Linked DNA regions of Mus musculus: region 1 is linked to region 2. A link is a contact called in public promoter capture Hi-C data. All regions are on one chromosome and are shown on one strand. Each heading gives the region's core, a stretch centred on a gene start, on an enhancer-like site or on the middle of the called end of the contact. The rest is flanking DNA. Distances are from core to core; before and after follow the strand shown.

What was found. Capture Hi-C pulls out chosen DNA fragments and counts their contacts.
Region 1: a promoter capture Hi-C map of liver shows a contact between it and region 2, with 3 times the contacts expected there. The contact joins the promoter of Tmem64 here to the promoter of Tmem67 in region 2. A contact is called at or near these places in 2 of 484 Hi-C or Micro-C datasets (B cells and CD4 T cells) and 1 of 9 other capture datasets (liver).

What each region holds. Positions count from the first base shown.
Region 1 is chr4:15,262,860-15,270,199 of GRCm38.p6, forward strand. It overlaps Tmem64 (transmembrane protein 64), which reads left to right and starts at 2,961. Exons shown (of 3, transcript NM_181401.3): 1 at 2,961-3,890. The coding sequence starts at 3,093. It overlaps Gm51436 (a long non-coding RNA gene), which reads left to right and starts at 3,898. Exons shown (of 2, transcript XR_003955370.1): 1 at 3,898-7,340.
Region 2 is chr4:12,083,066-12,090,511 of GRCm38.p6, forward strand. It overlaps Tmem67 (transmembrane protein 67), which reads right to left and starts at 4,892. Exons shown (of 28, transcript NM_177861.5): 1 at 4,650-4,892; 2 at 2,847-2,935. The coding sequence starts at 4,872. It overlaps Rbm12b2 (RNA binding motif protein 12 B2), which reads left to right and starts at 6,305. Exons shown (of 4, transcript NM_198957.2): 1 at 6,305-6,458; 2 at 6,598-6,662.

The DNA of each region.
Region 1 (7,340 bases), core at 1,711-4,210, 3.2 Mb after region 2:
CTATGGAGGTACTTGCATATTCACGTTTATGGCTGCTAAGAAATGGAACCTTCCTATAAACATACTAAGGAAAAGAATAGATCCAGAAAATGTGTTACATATGTGATACATAAACATAAGCAATTTTTCTTCAGCTCCAATGAACTTATGACGTTGTAGAAATAAAGATGTAACACATCTTTTTTTTTTTTTTTTTTTGGTTTTTCGAGACAGGGTTTCTCTGTGTAACCCTGGCTGTCTTGGAACTCACTCTGTAGACCAGGCTGGCCTTGAACTCAGAGATCTGCCTGCCTCTGCCTCCCAAGTGCTGGGATTAAAGGCGTGCGGCACCACTGCCCTGCTGTAACACATCTTTTAAGTAAACTAAACCAGACTCAAAGACTTACTCTCACATATGTGAAACCATGTATGTGTGTGTGTGTGTGTGTGTGTGTGTGTGTGTGTGTGTGTGTGTTGAACTACAAAGTCAGAGGTCTGAAGGAAGCAGGGAAGAGTGAAAGAGATGGTTACAGAATATACAAATTGTTACATGAATGAAGAAGGGAATTAAGCGGGAAGGAGACTATTAAGAGTGGGTCAGGGGGAGAGGAAGACAATAGGAGAGTGGGGCAATAAGAACAAATTATGTATTAAAACTCCATAATGAACACATGACTTGGGAGGTTAACCTAAAATTCAAAGTCTGTCAGGTATTCTAGGAAGCTAGGTTATCCGGCCTCACCAGACAATAAAAATGGCAACTTCCACAGTGTCTTTAGTTGGGGAAGACAGACAGTGAAGGATAAAATACACAGGGAAATCTCAGGCAGGGCTTGTGCTAGGAGAAAAGTACCACAGCTCTTTGGCAGGCAGACTGGTCCTTCAGATGAGAGTCATCAGGGCTGTCATCTTTGAACAGAGGCCTGCAGAGCTTAATATGAGTAAGGAAAGGGAAACTAGACTTTCTAAGAGACAAGGGAAGACTATTCACCAGAGAGAGGTCAGCAGAGGTAGAGTGTGAACAACCTCAAGTAGGAGACTTGCGAATGCAAGAGAGAGCTAGGAGGCCAGTGTGCTAGTGTGGGAAGGGCAAGGGCAGTGAGGTAGGGATGGCAGCCAGGTGAGGTCATAAACACCTTTGTAGGCCAGGGGAGAGAGTTAATATTTTCCCATAAGGGTTTTAGGCTGATCATGCTGTGTAATGCAGCAAGGCAAGCCTCCTTTCCCATTGTAAAATGTAATCTTCATAATTCTACAAGAAATAAATTCTAGTGGCACAAGAGTGGAAACGTCCAGTTACAGTTTACACTGCAGTGGCCAGAGCACTGTGCCCAGTGGACACAGATGGTTATCTTGGATAGGCATGTGCTGCATAAATATGGGTGAACTGATCCAAGACTGGCCTGTGCAGAGCGCTGGCAGCCCAAGAGCTGGCTCAGAGCTAAGGGCTCCGCATCTGGATTTTAGTCTGCAATGTGAACTGGAAGCGAACACAAGGCTTCTGTACGGTATGGGAGTAAATGACAGAGCAGAAACGGAAATAGGAGTGCCTAGATGATGATGATGATCATCATCATAAAATATTAAGTAATATTTCGGCAGTCTTTCGGATTCTCTTCACAAGGTCCAAGTAGCATATTGATGCCTCAAGGTTTAATTTCTCAGACTTATTCTCATTCACACCAGTCAGAAGTGATGATATCACAGTGCCCTGATAATATAACTCTCACATGTCCGTGGTTTTTCTTCTCACTCATTTATATACTTCCATCAAGAAGTAACTGGGATTCTTACTCTTCACTCTGTGGAACACCAATAATTGACAATGGCAAAGAGAGAAAGGATTTTGGAAGGTTCCTAAAGCATCTAAAAGCTAGTCACAAGTCACTTGGCAGAATATATCGTGGAGACTGACCCAAACACGAGGCCTGGACATAGAAGTCAGCCTACTATGACCGAGTAGAGAATACAGGGAATATTTAGTACACCTACTACTATTCAGTCATCCATAACCATGGTCTTAACGGTTGCCTGTGTATCAATGTCAAAATTTCTAGGAGTGATAATTCATGTCAACGCCATATTCCTATTTTCAAACATCCACTGGAATGCCACTTTTGGGTGGATATCATGGACATCTCAACTCTGATGCATCAACTTCATTTGTACATAGTTGTAATATTTTCCTTAAGTCAATGGCTTTCTTCTATCTACTATCTCAGATAAGAACTCTAGCTAACATCTTTGATTCCTTACCTTGCTCTCCTAGCACTGGGTCAGTCATAAGTCTATACATAGCTCGTGAAAGGGCTGGTAACAGCAACCCTTTTTATAAAGGTCTTTTGAGGAATCTTTTCCACTCTACGCAGCACAGTGCTTGGCATTCAGGAAAGGACTAGGGTCTAGAAGGCACATTCTCTGAAGAGTGGCTCTTCACAACCAATTCCCTGGGCTCCTAAACAACCGAGTTATCTAGAAGCCACTGGGAGACTTTGCTCTCTGGGATGGTACAATTATCCTCCTACGAACAGATAAGAACTCCTCCCCTAAAGTCGCCAGACAGCTTTTGGGGGAGAGCGACACCCCACTGCTGGTTTGCAGGAAAGGTCAATCAGAAGCCAAAGAGAGGCACTTGGCAAGAGTCCCAGCAGCTGCGGCCAAGGGTCTTTGACACGCAGGCACGCGCGCGCCCGTGGAAGCTGAGAGCGCGCAGCCCCGGGTCCCCTTTCCGCTTCCCGTGGCCTCCCTCCGCCTCACTCTTCTGCCCCGGGCAGCCGAGGCCTCCGTTGCCTGAGAGACGCGGGTACCTCGCCACTCATCCGCAGCACCAGCCGGGCGTCACGGGGGCGTGACCGACCACCCAGCTATGTCTCCGCCCCCTCTGCGCGTGCCCCGCCCCTCGGGCCCAAGGGGGCGGGCTCTGCGGGCGCGGGGTCCAGACTCGACCGACTCCCGGCGGGACCGCGTCTCGACCGCCGCTGCCGCCCTTCTCCGGCCGTTCCCTCCCCGCGAGAGGACGCAGGGAGCCGAGGCCTGGCGTGCGGGGTGCCATGGAAGGCCGCAGGCGGGGGGACGCGGCGGGAGTGGAGACACTGGCCGGCTGAGGCCGAGGCATGCGGAACCCCGGTGGGAGCCTGCCCCACACGCTGCCCCGGGCCTTGCAGCACGCCGGTCGGACGGGAGTCGTGGAGCAGCCGGGCCGCTGGGCACCGGAGCGGACAGCGGGAGGGGACCGCTCGGAGGACCGCCTTCCCCGCGGGGGCGGGGCCAGCGCGGCGGCGGCTGCTGCTGCGGCGGCGGCCTCGGGCGCCCTGCTCGGCGCCTATCTGGAGCGCCACGGTCTGCCCGCGGCCTCGGACTTGCCGGCGCCGGCCGGGGCGTTGGCAGGCGGCCCCGGGAGCGGCGGCGGCGTGGTGGTCGGGGTGGCCGAGGTGAGAAACTGGCGCTGCTGCTGCCTCGGCAGCACCTGTTGGTGCCGGAGCCTCGTGCTGGTGTGCGTGCTGGCCGCCCTGTGCTTCGCTTCCCTGGCCCTGGTCCGCCGCTACCTGCAGCACCTCCTGCTCTGGGTGGAGAGCCTCGACTCGCTGCTCGGTGTCCTGCTCTTCGTCGTGGGCTTCATCGTGGTCTCCTTCCCCTGCGGTTGGGGCTACATCGTGCTTAATGTGGCGGCCGGCTACCTGTACGGCTTCGTGCTAGGCATGGGGCTCATGGTGGTGGGCGTCCTCATTGGCACCTTTATCGCTCATGTGGTCTGCAAGCGGCTACTCACCGCCTGGGTGGCTGCCAGGATCCAGAACAGCGACAAGCTGAGCGCCGTTATCCGCGTCGTGGAGGGAGGAAGCGGCCTGAAGGTGGTGGCGCTGGCCCGGCTGACTCCCATACCTTTTGGGCTTCAGAATGCAGTGTTTTCGGTAAGTGGGGTCCCCCTGGCCCCTCCTTCTCGTGCTCTCTCCAAATTTGTCTTTTAGAGGCCTTGTGACCACCCTAGGAGGCGCTCTGTATGACAGAAGAGTCATTGACATTTTTATGGCACCCTGAAAAAAATTACACTACAAATTCATATAACACAGCCCCTTGGAAGACCTGATAAAGAACTATCCCCCCCCCCCCCCCCCGTGCGTGTGTTTGTGTATGAGTTTGATAAAAAAAAAGTACTTTGGTAGCTCTTGAGCCATAAAGCTTTGTGACTTGACTTCCCCAGCTTTCTCTCTGCCCTGCATAAATGCAGCAGGGTTCAGATTCAGGTTTCTGGTTATATTGGAGCATGGATCGCTTTTGTTTTTAACAGTGGAGGAGGAGACAGCAGTAGACCCCAAGTTCTTGGAGTTTCCTAAATTTGTAGTAAGCTTCTTAAAAGTAGTTTGCTGTCTTGGAAAAGCTGAGAATCCTGTTTATCTTTGTTTAGAACTCTATTTGAAGTCACCTGGGTGGTTCATAAAAACAAAATGAGCACCGGCTCTTCTTACACACATTATCTAAAGACTCTTGCACTTATGGTCAGAGGTTTAGTTTATTCTGTGTAGGCTTCTATAGCGAGGATGCACCTGAGTTAAAGGTATAAATCATTGCTGGTGAGGTGGCAACCACTTGATGGGAACTTTATGGCCTTAGGACAAATTATGAAACCTAATCCGACTATGTTTTGTTTTCTAGCCCAGGCTATCCTAGAACTCACTGAGTAGCTCAGGCTGACCCTAGACTGGCAGTGATTCTCCTGCCTCAACCTCCCTTAGTGCTGTATTACAAACATGAATCCCCATGCCCAGCTTTGACTTTCCAGAAAAAAGACTGAATGGGTTTCCCACATTCAGTGATTGCACATTAGAGTTCATACCTGAGATTCCCAGGTATGCACCCGTCAACTGAAAGGAAACTGCATGTATTGAGAGATAGCAGTAAGTTTGGCCTCAGCCTTTCTCAGCTTTTATTGTTTCATGTTGTGAAATATGAACATAAACTTTGATCAGCCTTATAATAGATCAGCTGTACCAAGGCTTGGAAATATGATGGAGGATTAGGAGCATGTATAGTTTTAATTCTGGTGGTGTGATCTGTCTCTGGCACAACCTGCATCTTTTCTTGTCTACATAGTATGTGACAACTGCTATTCTAGGCTCTCTCCAGGTATCTTCCATTCTTCAGCTGGTACACATGACTTCCAATAGTTGTTGCCTACAACAGATGAGAAGACTATGCTGGTAGTCTGCTGTCCTGTCTTAGGCGTCTGCTGACCTTGGCTAAGGTGTCTTGTTCTTTCTGCACCTTAATTTGTTTGCAAAGTGAGGAAAGTATTGGGCCTGGCCTGTTAGGCTACTGGGATTACATGTGATATATATGTAAGAGTCTGACTTGCATTTCAGTGTTTATCTACTGTTTGCTCTTTATGTTGTAATCACCTATGGTCGTCTCGGAAGTAAATAAGTGGTAGAGCCAGACTTTGACCTATGGCTTAGACAGAGCCTCAGCCTGTGGCCCTCTCTGTTTCTTCATGGAATATTTATTAGCTAGTAAAGTCATGGATATTGAGGAAGATATATACTGATTACAACTTTTTCCTTTCCTAATGTCTCGTATATATTAAATTCATAAGAAGTACTATACTACTGCAAATAGTTTGAGGTTACTCAGTTTGTAGTTGAGTTTAACAGGGGTCAGGAGCCTTTCATTTTGGCATTACTGGATCAGGAGAAAAAAATAAAAAATTCTATTACAGGAGGATATTGTTACCATTTTAGATAGAAGAAAACAAAGCCTCATTTATTTATCTTGGAACTTTTAGAGTCACCTGCCGAGGCAGAACTGCAGTTGCAACATGTAATCAGCTGATGCAGTGTGTGTTTCTATACAGTTCTCAAACACAAACAGGCAGGATAGGTCAGGAAGCCACTGGATATGGTCTGTTGATTCACATCCTCCTCGGCTGTCTTCTCGCAGGAGAGGCCCTTTCAACCTCAGCAGTTGGCTGTGCTTGCTCAGGATCTGTGAGACGAGAAAGCACAGTGTAGGGTGAAGTTGGCTTTAACCTGATTTCTCCCTTTCGCCTTCTAGACCGTCATTGTGCCTCCACCCTCAAGGCTTCCTGCCGATCATACCTAGCCAAGCATACTTTTTGGTCTTCTACTTTTCTCCTTATTGAGTCTTTTAAAGTACTGCCCCCCTCCTGTTGAGACTAACTTCTCATTTTCTCAATGACCATGAATATAATTAGCGCAAAGAGAAACTTAGGTATAAAAGTCAGACAAAGCACAGGTTTTGAAAAAATAGTCTTTGCTTGGTTCCTGCTACGTGACATCTATGCTTCCTCATTTGTAGGTGCTGTAGAGTCATGCGTATCTACTAAGCTACTGCTTTGAAGGCATTATTTTTCCTTGCCCATCCTATTGTTGGTGCAGAAGCCAGTTGTAAAAGTTGAGTATATGGAAAATGAAAAAGGGCTCCCTTTGCTTCTAATTATTAACCATAATTCTTTAATTCTCTCTTGTATGCTAGAAAGAGATTAGCAAGCTCACACACAACATTTGATACTCTCAAAATAGAAAATATCACTACATAGTATTGATCCTTGAGCTATAAGAAACAAAATTCTTCAAGTGTGTTTCTCTCTCCCATCATTTCTTCTGGGGAACAGGTAAAACCTCTCCCTCTCTGCAGGGCCATTGGCGAAACCCTGTATCTGCAGGAAACCCTGTATCTGCAGGAAACCCTGTATCTGCAGGAAACCCTGTATCTGCAGGAAACCCTGTATCTGCAGGTCTCGTTGCATGTTGTCCTGATCTCGGGACTTAGAGTTTGCGTCTTGCTGAGGACGGTTCCTAACTGGACACATTTGAGATGGCTTGTATGCTTTTCTTACTAGAGTATTCATGGTAGCCTAAATTAGGCTGTAGTGATAACTTCTAGTTTTCGGTGGCCCAAAAGGGAAGTTTTATTCTGCTTGGTATGGGTTGTGTCAAACTTAGCTTTGGGGAAGGACCCACTGCCGTATGTTGTTTTGACTCTGGAATTTGGGCTGGCAGAGCCATTGCTTTGCACTTGGTTGCTGTCAGTAAGGAACTGCATTTTCTGCTTTAAAGTGTCGCTTGTAGTGATCTCGATTTTTCCTAGCCTGAGCAAGCTACACGGTCATGGGCATGAGCAAGTTGCCTGTCGTATTCTGTGAGTTCACATACCCTCCTTTGACTTCAGTTTTAAAGGAAAGGAACTAGATGACTGAGTTCACCATGTTGTGTGATTCTAAACTAGAGTTCACATTGAGATCCCCAGACACTCAGCCTTTCAACTTTTACCATTTTGCAGTTATGTACGATGAACATAAATTTTGACCAACTTTACAATAATTTACAATAATTTAAAATTTAAAA
Region 2 (7,446 bases), core at 3,642-6,141:
GGAGGGGAGTCACACCCCAACTCCAGAGCCTGCTTTTAATTGAAGTTGGGCAGCACAAAACAACAGTCTAATATCATGCATACCTAAAACATGCCAGAATCCCTCCAATACTGAATCCAGTAAGCTGAGAATAAACAATCCTTAGAGATGGGAAAATTCTGAGCCCTGGCTATAGACAGAGGCTATTGCAGGAGGGACTTGAGAGACATATCAGTCAGCAAAGAGTATGTGTACACTGGCCTACTTCTTTGCTTCTCCCTGTCCTGGTAGGTCAGGCTCCTGGCTCCCACTTTGCAACAAACTTACAGATCCATTAATGGTAATGGACATTTACACTGTGTCTATTAGGGAGACCAGACAAAAACAAAGGGCTTGGAAATGAGAAAAGAGAAATAGGGAAAGGAGAATCTTATTTTTACTTCCTCTATCACTTTCAGTATTTGTAAAGGCCCTGAATAATATTAGGATCTGACTAAGGGATATTGAGGCCAAATTTGATTGCAAAAATGATCAATTTTAGGGGCCTTTAAGTCTGGTGTTAGGTGGACATGCTGAAAGTTTTCCAATAGGCATCCCAAGTGGGAATGACAGGGCATGGAAGACACTGTTCCCATGGATGAGAGGCAGGGGAGGAAAAATGTCACTGCAACTTTTAGTTGCAGGTGTCCCCAGCACTAAAGGAGGACGAGCCATTCACTGGGTTGTCACTGTACTCAGTGGGGATCAGGGCCTTAGCTGGCTAAGCGGGAAGAGAGACTCAAGGCCTGAGAACAGAGGTGCTTTCATAGAAGCCAGAAGGCAAGGACAAATCCAGCTCTAGAAGTGGGGTCCCATCCAAAGGGAAGGGTTAGAAAACAGTCACAAAAGCCATGAGGCCCTAGGGAAGCTGTGGGATTACAGGCAGCTCCAAAGGGAAGGTGGGAGAAGAGGGCAGAAGGGGGCACAATAGCAGGATGAAGGTGAAGGAGGCAGACATAGCCTTAAAGACTGTGGCTGTGAGGTACATTTGATTCCAAAACTACCAGAGGGGTGCTGGACACTCAAGGGTAACTTCCTCAGATCTGGGGAAATGTTTACACCAACCGAAGGGGAACTAAGTGGTAGGTAAGGAGCTGAGCCATTAGTGAGCTGGGAGGTGAGTCTGCTGTGGGTAGACTGGAGAAGAGGGCTGTGGTTCCAGTGAAGCTTCGACCTGCAAGGGGGCTATAGGCATGAGGAGGACTTATCCAGTCTCGGGACCAATGTAAGCATTACATTACATTACATTACATCACGGGAAAGGTATCCTGACAGTCTGGAACCAAGGACTACCACAGAGTCACACTGCACCATGCAACATATCTCACACAAGAGATTTATTGAGAGGGAAAAACCCAAGGAGGGCAGCTGCCTCTGCTTGAATGAGGAGCAGCAAAGAACTGAGCAGAAGACAGGGTTTAGATAACATTTCTTGGCAGCAGAACTTTCCAGGGTGAAAATTTCCAGGGTTGGGATTGATGGGATTTCAAGTACCGAGCTTGGGCTTTTTTTCTCTTTAGGGTGGGGTTGGGTCCAGTTGTTAGAGCAGTTAGTGTGTTCTGTGGATAGGACCTGGCGATTTGACGTCCTCAGGGGAGGGGCCTGGCCACTCACATGCTTATAGTTATAACTGAAGTCAGTAGAGACTAATGCTAAAACTGACACAAATTAGATTTTGTTGAAGAGACTGGACTTATTAATGATTTTATATTTGGCATGCTTCCATAACACTAAAAACCTACAATAGCTTTAATAAACTTTTAGACTTTAAGTAAACTTATCCCTGGAACAATATTCTACCCATAGCCCTTCATTACCAATCACTTAGCTACAACTAGTACTTCCAAAACATGAACTAAATATAAATATAACAATCAGATCTACAGGATGAATAGTTCAAAGGATGACCCCTAATGATAATAGATTCTTAGATTTAATTTTCTAATAGAATAAGAAACAACACTTCAATAGAACTGTTATACACTCCTAATTAGCTTAAATGATTAGAAAACATATTTCTACTAATTGGTAATTAGCCCATAAAATTTGCCCACTAGTCGAATTTCCCTGAACCATTATGTAATGAGGAAACTAAGCAAACTTCGAATGATTCCATTTCTATTGATGCAACCGGCAATGCATCGACTTGCTGTACCTAATGTAGCATGAGGATTGCTGAACCTCATGTAGCATTAGGAGGATCAAGCATCATTTAAGACGATCAGCACAGTACATCTAAGACAGCGAATGCCATCTACAGCAAAGACATTTTACCCCGAATGGCTCTACATAGGGAATACTCAGCTTCTCTTTATACCCTAGTTATTCTGTGAGGCAAACAGAAAGATTTTTTTTCACAGCTTTGTACTTGGGATATCTGACTCAACCACTTTCAGAACAAAATGAATTTGTCTTTTTTCCCCAAAGTTTTCTTCTTTGCTTTACTGATCTCTCAAAATGTATACTAATAAAATTACCTTAATAAGTTTAAAGTAGCGGGGCGTGGTGGCGCACGCCTTTAATCCCAGCACTTGGGAGGCAGAGGCAGGCGGATTTCTGAGTTCTAGGCCAGCCTGGTCTACAGAGTGAGTTCCAGTACAGCCAAGGCTACACAGAGAAACCCTGTCTCAAAAAACCAAAAAAAAACAAAAAAACAAAAAAACAAAAAAAAAAACAAAACAAAAAAAGCAAAACAAAAAAACAACAACAAAAAACCCAAAACAAAAAAAGTTTAAAGTATGTGAACAAATGGGAAATTATACTGAAGTCTGAGAGATAGACATTTATGACTTTTTCTCAAAAGTTATTTTAAAATAAATTATTCATACCATGTTTTCTGGACACTTTTTACAAATAATAGAAGGTCCTCCATTATTAGAGATCATATGATATCCTGGTAGACATACACAGGAAGTTCCTGAAAAGAAAAAGAAAAAAAAAAAAACAAAGCTGATATTGTCCTTAGCAAACAAAACTCCAAGACACAAACTTAACAGTTCTTAGGATTTTGAAGCTTGGAGTGGTGGTGTATACCTGTAACCTCAGTATTTAGGAGGAAGAGGCAGGAAGTTCAGGCAGTACTTCAAGGGTATCCCTGCTCACAGACAGTGCGAGGCCAGACTGGGCATTATATGAGAGACAACAGGTGTCTTTGTCTGTCTGTCTCTCTGTCTGTCTGTCTGTGCATGTATATGTGTCTATGGGTCTGTGCGTATACATGCAAACACTGAGTGGGTTAATGAATTCTATACTTCGGCTTCTTGTTTAGTAAAATGGAGAAAAAAACAGGACCTACCTAATAGGGTCAAAGTTTAGAAATATGTCTGGCATCATGTTGCTACTTTTTAAACTGCAATTATTATTGAACTATGAAAACTACTTACTTGCTCTAGGAATTACATTTCTGCATCACTAAACCATATGTATGTGTGTTTAGTGAGTTTTAATTTTGTCAATATCTTATTGGAAAATTGCTTTCATTCAAATACTCTTTCTCTAGAAAGAAAATAAATGTTGTTTGTAATTACAAGTAGACTCAGCTAGTTAAAGAAAGAATTCTCTAAGGACTAAGTAGAGCCAGCACCTGTAGGAGTCTATGTACAACACACACGTCTTCATTCATTGTCATGAAAGCAATACAATGCAGAACACGTTTGCTCTTCACACTCCATCTTCTGACACAGTGATCCGCACTGCCTTAAGTGAGACTCTACCAGGCCTAAAGCAGGAGAGTTAACCAGTCTGAGATTCACAGCATTTTAGACTTCAGTAAATAGGAAAAGACTCATTCTGAGTAGTTAAGGGAGAACTAGACCAATCGATGCAATTAAGTCTAAAAGGACAATGTGAGCAAACAGAAGTCATCAACAATAAAAGGGACAGGTCCTAAGGGAATATGTAACCACAGATGCAAAGCCACGCGCTGGGAATGCAGAGGTAGAAAGTGAGGGAAGCCAGGTGTCCTGGCCCACGCCTTTAATCCCAGCACTCAGGAGGCAGAGGCAGGCGGATTTCTGAGTTCGAGGCCAGCCTGGCCTACAAAGTGAGAGTTCCAGGACAGCCAGGGCTACACAGAGAAACCCTGTGTCGAAAAACAAAACAAAACAAAAAACAAAAAAGAAAGTGAGGAAGAGACAAGAGTTCTCTTAGTTTCCAGTATATGTCACACAGATGTCACAACATCTCGGTTTCAGTTTCCTTTGCTTACAAAATCTGATTATAGTCACAGTTGCAAACAGCTTTAAATATCTTGAATTTGGAAGTAGAATTAATGGTCACAAGAGTTTACTAATTCACATTTCTTCCCTTGCTTTCCTGTCAGGGTACCTCACTAGACGCCTCAGGTTATTTCTTTTCTATTTCTATTCTACTTTTCTTAGGCGGCTTTCAGGTGCCATCCTAAGGATTCCCTGCCAGAGACTGACTCCGGGGAATGAGTTCCTGGAGGAGGGTAGGGTGGTGGCGCCTGGGTGACTGATCTCATTGTGTCAGCCGTATCCTCCCAGGAAACCCTTTCTTAGGTTTGATAGCTGTGCATTTTCTGAAACATTCTCCAAATAAAATGTCTGGAGTGCTGGCTGTCAGGAGTGCTTTATTTTGGTCAGAGTCCATCCACCCCCAAACCGCCTCACCTAGTGCATCCCGCCGCTGGTTGGCGCCACAGGGGGCACAGGAGAGCGCCGAGATGTCAAAGTACTGGTTGAAGTCGCAGGTCTCAGGCCGCCGGAAAGGGAAGGAGAAGATTTGTGCCCATGAGACTTCGCAGAGAACTAAGAGAAGGTAGGCGGTGCCAGTCCGGGATGAAGAACGAGATCTGACCGCCATGGCCGCCACAGGCCTTGTACGCGTCACCATGGTACCCATATCCTGGGTCCGCAGTCTCCAGCTCCCCAGCAGCCTCCTCGGTGAGTCCGCTGAGCTGATTGGACAACAGGGTTCAGAAAAAAAAAAAAAAAAAAAAAAAAAAACTCAACCTTGCGACGCCTGGTTGCTAGGTTACCACGCACGCGGGAAACAATGGATCAGACATATGCTAAATAAATTAGGGGCGGTTATTTAAAATGTATTTAAAACTCTGGGACGCAGTCAATTTACCGTGTCAGGAAATACTACTACAGCAATGGAAAATATATGGTTTTAGCACTTAAAAGTGTTTCATGAAAGTGGCAATCACACCTACATGACAGTTTACCCAGGGGATTAATTTTGACAACAAAGGAGGTGCCCTATGTTTTTACTTTTTTTGTTTGTTTTGTTCTGATTTTCGAGACAGGGTTTCTCTGTATAGTCCTGGCTGTCCTGGAACTCACTTTGTAGGCCAGGCTAGCCACGAACTCAGAAATCCCGCCTGCCTCTGCCTCTACAGTGCTGGGATTAAAGGCGTGCACCACCATGCCCGGCTTTGTTTTTACATTATTTAAAAAACACTAAGGGTAGGGATTGTTTCAAGTCCTGAGTTTGAGTTTTAGCAAAGCAATACAAACAGAAACCCTCATTGATTTTATATATAATACCTTTATGACAAAAGTCTAGGAGAAACCTTGCCTACTGAATCTTGATTTCATACTTTCTCTGTATTGTGCATAAAGCACCCTACATATACACCTCATCTCACTTGGTTTGAGAACCAAATTTGGATATACATGAATATTGCCTATTAAAGTGCACAGCCTTGCAGACTGTTAGCGCAACAATGCCTAATAAAAGCCTCATTCTCCCTTTCTCCCCTGTCCCTGGTTCTCCTCCCTCTCCCAGAGGATAACTCTATTTCCCATCCCAATAAACCCCCGACTGGAGAACTGCCACATAGTGTGATTGTTGGGAATTGTCACATACACCTAACAGCACAGTAATAAAAGGTTGAAGGGATGCTTTCTGTAATACATACTTTAGGTAAGGCAGCCCGAAGGCCTGTTGTAAATACAGCTTGCTTTTATCTGCCTATGCAACTGCCCTGTTTTTCTCAGGTTTAACAGAAATCACAGGAGAGGATGGAAAACTCTGCAGCTTTCCACTTCCAAAGCGGTTCATTATGATGAAAAGAAAAAAAAGAAACCTTTTTGATTTGTATATTTTACAATTGCCTCACATCCCCGCCCCCCAGTGGAAGTTTTCAGGGGTGGGTCAGGGGCTCACAGATTGCCTAGAAATAGAGCATGCACAAAACCATACTACACTGCAGAGAACAGCCTTCCTCACTCACACCCGCCAATCACTGTAACCGAAGCAGTACGTCTGCGCACGCGCGTTCAGAGCGCCAAGGGGTGGCTGGTTGGGCCTGGATTGCGCATGAGCAGAGAGACGGTGCATCGGTTTGTCCGGACCGGAGGGGAGTGTGGTCTCCATTTTCTTCCGGCCGTGTTGGGCCTGGTAGGCCGTGCGGAGACTGCGGCGTCGAGGAGCGTCCCTTCTCCGTTTGTGTGGTGTGTGGTGACTGCCCGGTGCGAAGCACTTCTCAGGATGCCGGGCATGGGGCAAGGGAGGGGGTGAGAGCCGGAAGCACGGGCGTGCTGGGCGGGGGGCGAGCGCGGCTGGTGCGGTTAGGGCGGCGCTCGCTGACCCCCGACTTCCTCCTGTCAGCCTCCGTGTGGCGGCGAGTGAGCTTCCTGGGATCTTGACAGCGAAAATCTCGGAGCAGCGCCTAGGTATTTCTTTTCTTTGCCATGTCCACGTTGGTAGCGGCGCGGGAAAGGCCGGTTTTCTCGGGCTGGAGGTGCGCAGAGCGGCGCGGTGAGGTTGGGAGCCAGTCCCCTCGGGCGAGCTGGGGTGGTGCGTTTGCCCTCAGGACCGCGGAGCGCAAAGGAACGCGGGTTGGGCGGTCCTGGTTAATCTGAAAGCCGTCGGGCACCGAGTCTGGGGGCAGTATCAGATCCGACCTAGGATGTTGGCCTGGCGCTAAAAGAAGGAAACTCTGATCGTTGGCTCGGAGCGTGGACTAAGTCGAATCGCAGTCTCCGGAGGATTTCCCCATCGATGATGATGGATAACGGGGGAAGCGTGTGTCCTGTGGAATCGTCTTCACTTAACGGTTCCTGACCCGGAACTATGGCCCTATGTGGTCATGACGCCTTTTTATTTTAAACATCTACATCATAAAAGGCAGATCTTATCAGAGGATATTTGTGGACTGAGGTAGATTTTCTGCAAGGAAAATTCTTATTTAGGATTTTAATGGTTCTTGATACTGGGTAGTAAGAACGTTGGAGGCACATAGTAAAACTTGTCTCTCTTGCCAGGTCTGGAAAATGGCTATGTTCGTTAAAATCAGCTCTTAAGTCCAGCCTACTGATGTCCTCTGCATCATGATTAAAAGATGCACACATAAGATCATTTATTTAAGGTGATCTAAATGGAAGGATGGCTTGGTAAAATTAGCAACGTTGATTAACTTATGTTTATCATTAAATGAAATTTCAAGGATCCCCTCCC